Regions from separate parts of the Cricetulus griseus genome. Here regions 2 and 3 are each linked to region 1. The links are chromatin contacts, called in public Hi-C maps. All regions are on one chromosome and are shown on one strand. The core of a region is the stretch at or near the end of the contact, and the rest is flanking DNA. Distances in the headings are between cores, read along the strand shown. Region 1 holds the start of Id2 (DNA-binding protein inhibitor ID-2). Region 2 has its middle 92 kb from the start of Id2. Region 3 has its middle 110 kb from the start of Id2.

The links. Hi-C and Micro-C count contacts between places; a contact is called where the count stands out from the background.
Region 2: a contact with region 1 is called in a Hi-C map of the CHO-K1 cell line, with 3 times the contacts expected there. The contact joins the enhancer-like site here to the promoter of Id2 in region 1. A contact is called at or near these places in 3 of 8 Hi-C or Micro-C datasets (the CHK-Q cell line, the CHO-K1 cell line and fibroblasts).
Region 3: a contact with region 1 is called in a Hi-C map of the CHL-YN cell line, with 6 times the contacts expected there. The contact joins the enhancer-like site here to the promoter of Id2 in region 1. A contact is called at or near these places in 2 of 8 Hi-C or Micro-C datasets (the CHK-Q cell line and the CHL-YN cell line).

Annotation. Positions count from the first base shown.
Region 1 is chr7:27,971,339-27,974,623 of CriGri-PICRH-1.0, reverse strand. Id2 (DNA-binding protein inhibitor ID-2) reads left to right here and starts at 1,622. Exons shown (of 2, transcript XM_027424708.2): 1 at 1,622-2,045; 2 at 3,281-3,285. The coding sequence starts at 1,698.
Region 2 is chr7:28,063,176-28,066,734 of CriGri-PICRH-1.0, reverse strand. No RefSeq gene overlaps it. Among named protein-coding and RNA genes, the nearest start is that of Id2, 92 kb to the right of the region's middle. Within about 2 kb of position 2,269, at least 4 of the 6 cell types and tissues checked have open chromatin away from gene starts, as enhancers often do. A contact at or near this core is called in the CHO-K1 cell line and fibroblasts, where this site is marked.
Region 3 is chr7:28,083,022-28,086,255 of CriGri-PICRH-1.0, reverse strand. No RefSeq gene overlaps it. Among named protein-coding and RNA genes, the nearest start is that of Id2, 110 kb to the right of the region's middle. Within about 2 kb of position 1,600, at least 5 of the 6 cell types and tissues checked have open chromatin away from gene starts, as enhancers often do.

The sequences.
Region 1 (3,285 bases), core at 373-2,872:
ACATCATGAACCAAAAGTGTCAAAACAAAATCTGTTCCGCTGTGGCACGTATGTGACAGAAACACATGCACACACAGTACATCAAGAGGCTCGAACTGTGGGGGGACTCAGATAGTAAATCACTTCCAGGCTTAATAACGGAGGCGAGTTGTCAACCGAACTCTGTCACTGACTTGCAGGCGGCACTGCGGGGCTCACGCAGATTTCCCTGCAGGGCAGCGTCCCTCTGCAGCCTCCACACTGAGTTAGCTGGATTTTACCACCTCTTCGCCACCGGACTCTGCCTCCCTAGAGAGAAGCCCTGGGGCACATGGCTGTCACGTGGAGGTCAGAGATTGCCTGGCCCACCAGCTGAGGAATTAATCATTAATTGAAGGGAAAATACTGTTCCCCCCACTGCATCGCTTTGCCCGGATTCTGCCTTCTTCCTCTTTCTTACATTCTTACATGTGGTGGATGAAGAAAAAGAAAAAAAAGTTAACATGATACTACCAGTTTACCCTTTCTGTTTTTACTTTTATTTTTTAGAGAAATATTTTCGCTCTAATATACGGTAGTCTTTTGCAAAGCAATAATTCACTGTGAATTAAAGTACTGGAGTCGAGAGCTCCAAACTTTCTAAAATGTTGCTGCCTCTGAAAAGGGTGCCAAAGATTCCTAACCTCATACGCAACAGCATTTTCTTTAATAACAGCGATAAGCTGTCAGTCAATAGCTAGGACCACCTACCTGACAAAGAGCTTCCCAAGAGCGGAGAGTGCTGGAATGTGACACCAGAAATCACGATTTGTGCATAATTAATCGCGTCACTCCTACACTGAAGGGCACAGACCAAGGGCAGTGGCGGTATATGTAAAGGTAGTTCTGTGAGAAAACCCTACCAATGGCCTCCGATTAATGGAGTCACTATACCAACCCTGCCTCATTCTTGGGGGGTGGGGGGATCCTGAACCTGCCGGGTCCCTCGGGGCTCCTCTGCGGTCTGAGGGAGACCGCACAGTGTTCGCTGCAACACTCCTGTCACCGAGTTTCCCAGAAGGCCTCCCGCGTTGCTCCAAGTTGCAAAGCCCCACGCTAAAGTTGTCCTGAATGTGTACCTGGGTAGTTTTTTCTCCCCCTCTCAAACATAGCTTTTCTTGACCTTAAAAGAAGGAACTCGCTCTGCAAACGTGACTTCCTAACGGCTCGCTTCTTTTCCCTTCAGCAAAGGTCGCTGTCTTCTCTGACGCTAGCGACCTATGACTTCCCCTCTGCTGAGCGGAGACCTTGGGGCAGCAGGCAGCCCCCGGGCAGGGATGGCTTGCTCCGGGCACACCCTCAGGGCGGGGTGGGGGGGGGGTCCTACGGCTCTGGGGATTGGAATCAGGCGTGCACATTTGCACACCCGGGCCCCCCGGTCTACCAGCGCACACTGTACTCAATTTACCACCCCAGCTGGGCTCGCGCGCGCTCCTCCCACCCCACGGGCATTGGCTGCAAACGCGGAAGGACCGAGCGCTCTCACTCGCCAATGGGATAGCTCGCTCGGCATGATGGACGGAACGCCTTCCACCAATGGCGGCTGAGGGATGCCCGATCCAGCGGCCCGGGCGAGTGCGCATAAAAGCCGCCCCGCCCGGCTCGCGCTTCATTCTGAGCCGAGCCAGGTGCCGCGCAGCCTGCTCAGCCCCCTGCGGCGGCTCCCTCCTAAGAGCAGCATGAAAGCCTTCAGTCCGGTGAGGTCCGTTAGGAAAAACAGCCTGTCGGACCACGGCTTGGGCATCTCCCGGAGCAAAACCCCGGTGGACGACCCGATGAGCCTGCTCTACAACATGAACGACTGCTACTCCAAGCTCAAGGAACTGGTGCCCAGCATCCCGCAGAACAAGAAGGTGACCAAGATGGAAATCCTGCAGCACGTCATCGATTACATCTTGGACCTGCAGATCGCCCTGGACTCGCACCCCACCATCGTCAGCCTGCACCACCAGAGACCTGGACAGAACCAGGTGTCCAGGACGCCGTTGACCACCCTGAACACGGACATCAGCATTCTGTCCTTGCAGGTGAGACTCGCTCGCCAGTACCCTGCTGCCTGTGAGTTCCGGGTCGCCCGACCTGTCACTCTTAAAGCCCGGGCTCATTAACTTTATTTTTAAGGAAACTGTGCACTGTGAATCGAGCCTCACGTGAGATCGCTACTTAAGTTCTTCTGTGGGCTGCGTCTGGATCTGCCTTGTAGCGTGAACCTGTTAAATGGGACTTGGCACTTTCGTAAAAGGAAGAGGGAGGCTGTCTTTTAAGATTGTCTAATATCCTGCCTTTTATCCTCTCTCTCTCTCTCTCCAGGCATCTGAATTCCCTTCTGAGCTTATGTCGAACGATAGCAAAGTACTCTGTGGCTGAATAAATGGTGAGTGTTTGCGGGTGTCTCCTCCTGTGTGCGCGTTTTAGTAATGTGCTTGTGTGCGTCTGTAAAATGTTTGATTTGGTAAATGCATGCTTACTTCGCTGTGTTACGGGGTGCCTCTTGTCTTACCAGATAGACATGAAGGGGCTTGTAGCTGTGGTTGCTCGGGATTACAGAACATTTGCCTTGAAAGAAAGAAAGAAAGAAAGAAAGAAAGAAAGAAAGAAAGAAAGAAAGAAAGAAAGAAAGAAAGAAAAGAAAAGAAATGCCAGTAACTTATGGCAGGACAAAATGTTATTATTGGCTTTTGTGAGCCCAGCGGTGGTACTATGAGGTACGAACCTCGGCTCTAATTAATCTTATCGCTACAAATTCCATAGTGATTCTCCTTCCCCAAAACTGCTGAGGTTTCTCTAGCCAGCTGAAGATTGCTACCCTGAGCCTTGCCCCCTATGCTCTGGGATCCAGATTTCCCTATCTGTTGACTAAAGGGCTGTTTTCAATCAAATAATTGTTACAAGAAGCATACTGGCGCCTGTGAGCGGGCTGTTAGAGATCCAAATAGGAGACTGGGTTTGGGAAGTTTCCCCCTCGAGTCTCTGCTATTTTCATGTTTAATTTGTGCTGTTGAGGCTGGGTATGTGTGCTGCATCTGGACACCAGAGCCAGGGTTTGATTCAAATGCTCAAACTGTGGCTTCCCCGGCGCCAGACTGCCCGCCTTTGCCCTTAGGTTACTCACCCCTAAGCTGCTTTTCTCTCCCAATCTTTTGCAGGCGTCTTGGGACTTTTTTTCTTTTTACTTTCTCTTTTCTTTTTGCACAACAAGAAGTCTACAGGATCTGTTAAGTTGCTGAACTTTTTTTTCTTTTCTTTTCAACCATTTCACCAGGAGGA
Region 2 (3,559 bases), core at 1,020-3,519, 91 kb before region 1:
AGAAAGCAGATTCCAGCCCGCAATCCACTCTACATGATTTCTCATTAAAGACTGACCCCCTTACCCAATTCTAGGCTGTGTCAAATCGACAGTCAATACTAACCTGCCAATACACCCTCCATGCTAGACTATCCCCCTCTTCTAATTCCCACCCATCATCTCACCACGCTGACGAGCCCCTCATGGCTACCTTCCTCCATCAGACCCCACCAGGGCAGACAGGCATGGCTGATTGGGGCACTTCTATTAGGAAACCTCCTTTTTACTTGATCTGCCTGCTGTAGGCTAAGAGACCAGGATACAAAGGACTTGGACACCAGGTGTCAGGAAAGCCTTTGCTAGGTCTTGCCCAGAACTTGGTATCCAAGAAGAGGCAGGAAATATGTAGACTCCACTGTGTAATTCATTTTCATTCTTCACAATTCTCATCTACTAACAGATTAATAAAATCTACTAATGATGTAATAGGAAGGGCCAGCTGAGAGGTAGGTAGAAGCCAGATGGCTGGTCCAATCCCCTAGGCCCTGGATCTGAGGCTGGGAGCCAGGCCTGGCGCCCCCACCTCCCACACCCCACCATTTACACACAAGTTCTCCCTCTAGTCCCACCCTCTGGGGACTCTGCTGTCCATACAGGGTTCCACCCCTGCAGAGAAGTCTCTGGATAGACACCCTTGAGTAGTGATTGCCAGCATTTGAGCAACTCCAAAACACTGTTTCAAAGCATAAAACGAGAATAATGAGTAGACACATTCAAAGTGTTCAGTCTGGAGGAGTAATCTGCTCCAGTGAGGGAATTTCCTTCTCTTCATTTTTGGAAATGCCAAGGACAAAAATTTAAGTATGATCAGATAGCCTAATCAGAGTGTGCCACATTCACCCATTAATACCTCAGGGAGAAGGCTAGGGTTCCCCTTGAAAGGAGCCATGTTCAGACTTCTCAAAACATGAAACCATTTACTTTGGCTCCAGTTTTTAAAAAAAATTCCCTTGTGCCTCACATGTACACACAAATGCATACACCAGCTTTTTGTTCACAATGTGTGTGTGTCCCATGGTCTTTTCTGTGTTACTGACAGAGTCCAGGGGACAGACCCAGGCTGGGTGGAGGTGCCCCTCTCTACACAGGGTATGCCCCTGTCTCCACGTCCCGACTGCCACAGCTGATGAATCACTCGGACAGCAGTCTGTGCCCTTTCCCAATTACCATAGTTGTAGAAGCTGACTGAAAAACCAGTAGCAGCTGGCAGGAAATGGGTGAGAAAGTTGACCACAGATAAACTGCAAGGCTCTACAGGGGCAGCAGAGAGACTCCAGAGCAGGAAGTTGTGCTAGCAGGACTCCAGGCCAAAAGGGTTCAGGCCCCAACAGGACTCCAGGACCCATTGTGGGGACTGCCACCGTGACTTCACAATGAGGCTGGGCTCCACCCAACACAAGCACATCCAAGCACACCATATCCACTGAAGGAGAAGGGGACTTCAGAAAAGATAAACACCAAGCCATGTCCTGGCCTCTGGGATTCCCAGGTTCCCACAGTCATGGACAAAGGCAAAAGCTACAATAATTTTGATGTGGTGTGACAGCCAGGCTGGAGCAAACACTCATGGAATCAAAGTAACTATAACCCATGAACTCTCCAGTGAAAAGGCCTGTTCTATGGCAAGGAAAGGCCAAGGGTCAACAAGTACATAAAGACGGTGACAAGTCCAGAGGCTGTGACCCCTCAGCTCCCTCCAGCTTCTCAGTAGACTCAGAGGGTACCATCACAGCTCACAATTCTACAAAACATGACCAGTGGGCAGCAGAACAGACCCTTCCCATATGTGATCCTCTATAACACTCATGTGCATCATAGGAGATAGGTCACATTACCCTGTATTTACAGAAAAGCTAATATGGGCCAAGATCGGGTAATGTAGCTCTGTACAGCATGGCCTGTAAGCCAGAAGTGTGAGCAGTATCCTCCCTGTGCACTGGATGCCAGTGGCCTCTCTCCACAATGAGCCATTAGTTGCTAAGGAAGAGCAGCCAGCTGGAGAGATGCAGCTATGCCTGAATCTGTAGCTGAAGAGCACACTGAGGCACAGGTGTTTAAAGTCACCTTCTCGGTGGCCCAGGTAGAGGGCTGCCCAGGACACTACCTTTGCTGGGCAGCCCCTTCCCTAAAGGCACCCGCCTTTTTTACACCCAAAGTAGATCCACGAGTTCTTCTGAGAGCCTCCGCGGCAGGAAGTGACCAAGCTATGAGCCACCAGTTTCACTCTGTGACAAGCTGCTATGGCAAGGAGCTGCAGCAGCTGCTCTTGAACTTGTGACTGACTGCAGTCCCCTGAAAAGGGAAGGGGCACATCTGGAAGGGTGGGTCTGAATGCCCGTCTGAGGCTTAGGGTGAGATTCCCTTCCTGTGCAGAGAGGTTGCAGAGAACACCTGCCCCGTAAGCAGGTGGTCCCCTGTGCTGGGCCCCTGGGCTATGGCTTGGGTTAACAAGGCAGGCTTCAGCTGGGTCTGACTCACTCTCGTTCCTGGAACCATCTGAAGGCGGGAGAGGATGCTGTGGGTAGGGCTCCAACTGTATCATCTGGGCTGGGGCCAGTAGCAGATGGTCCTAAAAAAAAAAAAAAAAAATACTTCCATGTGGGCTTAAAATAGCACAGTATTCACCATCAGCTGAATGGGGAAATATATGAGCCCATTAGCATGGTAGCATGGAAGTGGACATTGTGGGCTTATATGAAGGAATAGGGGATCTGGGCATCATCTGTAGCCAAGAGAAACCCACCCATGCTCGGCCTCACTTTGTTGGGTGACTTACAAACACCATGATTCCAAGGCCTCGGGACCCTCCCAGCTGCCTCAGTGAGCCTCGGAGAACTCAGGGGCCCGATATACAACTGGGAGTCTAGACGTAGGACAGCAGTACTTCCTGCTGCCCTCTCACAGCAACTGGAGAAACCCCTTCTTCATCCAGAGAGTCAGGGAGATGTAGATGCCCACAAGGGGTCCAAATGTCATGTTGGTCCAGAGTCCATATCTGCACTTGAGTCTGGAGGAATGTGGAAGCCAGGCCCAGGTGCTGCCCCTTGAGGAGCTCTCGCATCCGCCCCTCACAGTGTTTGTCTGTGATAGGCTACTTCCTCTTTGCACCTCAGTTTCCTTATCTGTCAAATGGAGCAAGCATGGGGACCTGCCTTGGGAGAGCCCCAGCACATGCAGGTGCTCTACAGATGAAGCATAGCATGGCCCGTCTGTCTTTCAGGGAGGAGAGAGTCCTCTGCCTCCCCTGTCACTTTACATGATGCTTATGTCCGTCATTAATTCTCACTATGTGTTGGCAAGTAGAAATGTCAGCTCTGAGAGGCTGGGGCTCACCCCACCCTCCCTGGGCTTCCTGGAAATGGAGGGAAAGAACCAGAAGTTGCTACAGTTTACACTAAGAAGGGCCATGGTAGGCAGCCCTGATTCCCTCCTGCTGTCCAGACCTCCAGAGCCCAGGAAATAGGAGCCCGGGCCACCATGGTCTTTGAAAGACAGAAGACTTCCAGACACATGGGGAAGA
Region 3 (3,234 bases), core at 351-2,850, 110 kb before region 1:
TTACCCAGATCACTTAATCTCAGGACCAGAGACAGGTGAATCTTTAGGCTAGACAGCCAGCCTAGCCCACTGGATGAGTTCCAGACTATGTTGAGCAAACCTGTTTTTTTTTTTAAAAAAAAAAAAAAAACAAGGCAGATGCCTCCTGAGAAACAACACTGAAGACTGAAGACTGACCTCTGACCTCCACTCATGCACAGCAGAGTCTAAGGAACCTGTTCCCAAATGTGCAGCTGGCGAGGGACAGAAGTGGAGTGCAAACTTGCCTCCCCACCTCAAGTCTCCCATGACACACACTACTGTGAAGACCAGAGTGAAGACTGCAGGTCTGAGAGGAAGAGAGTGTTTGGGGAAGGGATGGGTAAAACTGAAAATGCAAATGAAAGGCCCAAGCAGGTGTTCAGCAAAAGTGCCTTTCCCTTGAGTGAGGAAGTGCTCAGAAAGAGAAAGGACTGAGTCACCAGCAGGACCCCGAACTGGGACAATTATAGCCATGGAGTGACAGGGTAAGGATGGGATGCTAGCCCTGATATAAAATAACAACCTACGAATCCATCCATGCCCACAGGTATAAACTAGTGAGTACATACATGGGGGGGGGGGCAGAGACCATCTGAGTATCCAGAAGAGACAGCCTTCCCCCCCCCCAGGGGTAGAGACTGGCCACCCCCTCCCCAGGTCAGGCATTATCTGACCTCTGAAGAACAGGGGGAAGGAGAATAGTGCTGCAAGGGAGCTCTTGGCAGTGAAGGGACCTGACGAACACCGCCCTCAGCAAGCATACGGAGGGCAGCACCAACAGAGATAGGTCACACTCATACTCAGACTGTAAGAAAAATGCTGCCTCAAACTGGTGCGGCCATGCCAGACAGGGAGAGTCTGAGAAACTGTCACAGGCCAGAGGACAGGTGATGATCCAGGCCTCAAAGAGGATCCTGGGACAGAAGAAACACTTAGGGGGGAATTAGAGATGTTGAAATCAACTGTCAAATGTAGTTGTGGGTTCCCCGGTGCCAAACCCTCCTCAGTAACGGCGCTGCTGGAGCGGCACAGGGCTCTTGCCACACTGTCTGCACACTCATTCTATAGCTATGTAGCTATTTTGAGAAAGGTTTTGTAGTAAATAAACATTCAGGATAACAATGTCTCACTCTCATCAGGAGAGTGGCACTGGAGGCCCCAGGCTATGACATATCCTAGGCCTGGGCCTGAATACAGGATGCTGCAAGGATTCTGAATGAGTCTGTGTGCACCTGGACTTGAGGCCAGGAGCCTGAGTAAGGACATCTGTGGAGTCAAAGGGAATCCAGGAGAACTCTAGAAGTCTCTGTAGGAAGCCAGAGAGCAGACCTGAAACCACTGACTCCCTGGTCACTATCCTCCCAGGAAGACTTCATTGTTAGGTCCTGGCATCTCCATCTAGCCACTGGTGTAATCAGGTGGGCCAGGGGTTCAAATTTCCACTGGGTGTGAAAATGCAAAATGGTCTGGGCTAGCAGGTGTCCTCTTTCATCCAGCTGGGGTCACTGTCCCCTAAGAGGCCCTGGGCAGGCCCTTCTGGTCACATGAAGCCTGCAAACCTCAAGCTCCTAAGGACCTGAATGCATTCCAAGAGGCTGACCTAGCAGCCCCAGAGCTCCAGCTGAAGGCCTGGCAGTCCCGGAGGTACTACATTGCTGGGCAGAGGACACAAGGCATTTCCAAGGCAGCTTGGCCTCCTGCCAGTGGGTCCCCAGATGCCATGCAAGACACACCTGAACGAGGTAAGAGAATAGGTGTGTGTAAACAGTGTTTGAAAAAGAAAATAGCTGTACAAATACAGCGCTTGTTAACACAGGTGTTTACAGGCGGAATTATTTTTCCTGGGCTGCTATCTCCCAAGCTGCTTTGTGTGGCTCGGCACACCTGCAGCGACTTTCCCATATGGGGAAGGAACAAGGGGGATGTGGCTGATCCAGATCGATTGTACCACACAGGAGGTCAGTGATCAGCCTTGGGCCGAGCTTCTCTGGCAGAAATTTCTTCCCCCCATCCCCACACCCCCGACGTGCTGGAACAGGATCCAGTCTGTTCACCACTTCCTGCTCAGCCAACGCAGCTGTTCTGCCAGCCCCGGGGCAGTGGCAGTAAGAGGCCCATTTCCGGGGGTAAGAGCCAGCCACTCTCTGGGCACAACAGTCTGAGAGGGGAGAGGAGTGATTTGCATTTTATAGACAGAAACTGAAGACACTCATCCCAAATCGCAGAAACGTGAGTAAGTGAAGAACTCTGGAAGCGAAACGCAACCCCGAGCTGTAGTTGGAGAGTTCTGAAGTGGCCCCGAGGGGACGCTCAGGAGCAGTGGTGTTCTCTGTGGGGCACCCAAAAGTATAGAGACATTGGATGCGAAACAGGGAGAAGGAAGCACCCTGGGGGGCAGGAGGGGGGAACAAAACATAAAAAACTATGGAAAAGAAGCATAAAGGCCCAGATGAAGCACTTACAAAGGGTTACAATGGTAAACTTGGTTATAAGTATTTTATCACTATTTTAATTCTTCTAATTAAAAAAAAAAATGTGCCAGGAGGTGGTAGTACACGCCTTTAATCACAGCACTCGGGAGGCAGAGGCAGGTGGAAATCTGTGAGTTCCAGGACAGGTTCCAAAGCTACACAGAGAAACCCGGTCTTAATAACAACAACAACAACAAAAATAATTAATTGATTTTACAAATATAAATAACATATAAAAAGTTAAGAAATGCACAGAAGGCAGGCTAGTTGTAAGCAGAAGCCAGATAGGTCTACATAGCCAGGTCTAGGACAAGCCAGGCTACATGGTGAGATCCTGGAGAGAGCGAAACAGAAACACCAAACTGAGAGCATTCTATGCTATATCTGGACCCAACATAAAGCTGGTTGTTTCTTCCATAATTAGATGGCTGTGGTCAACACCCCAGTTGTTGCATTCTGAAGCAGTGAGTCCTCAGGGACGCCTGTGGGGCAGTGTGAGGGTTTCCCCCGTTGCATGGGGCAGCTTGAAAGGTGAACTGCCCCACATGCAGATTGTGTGTTGAGTCTCTAAAGAGTCCATAGGCCAAAAAAAAAAAAAAAAGAAAGAAAGAAAGAAAGGGAGGGAGGTGGGCGGGGGAGAAACTGCAGCAAGAGATACAGCCACCCTCCCAACCCCAACCCAACCCTCCCCCATGTCTCTACAGGGAGCATCAGAGGATCCAAAGCATCTAGAAGATGCAGG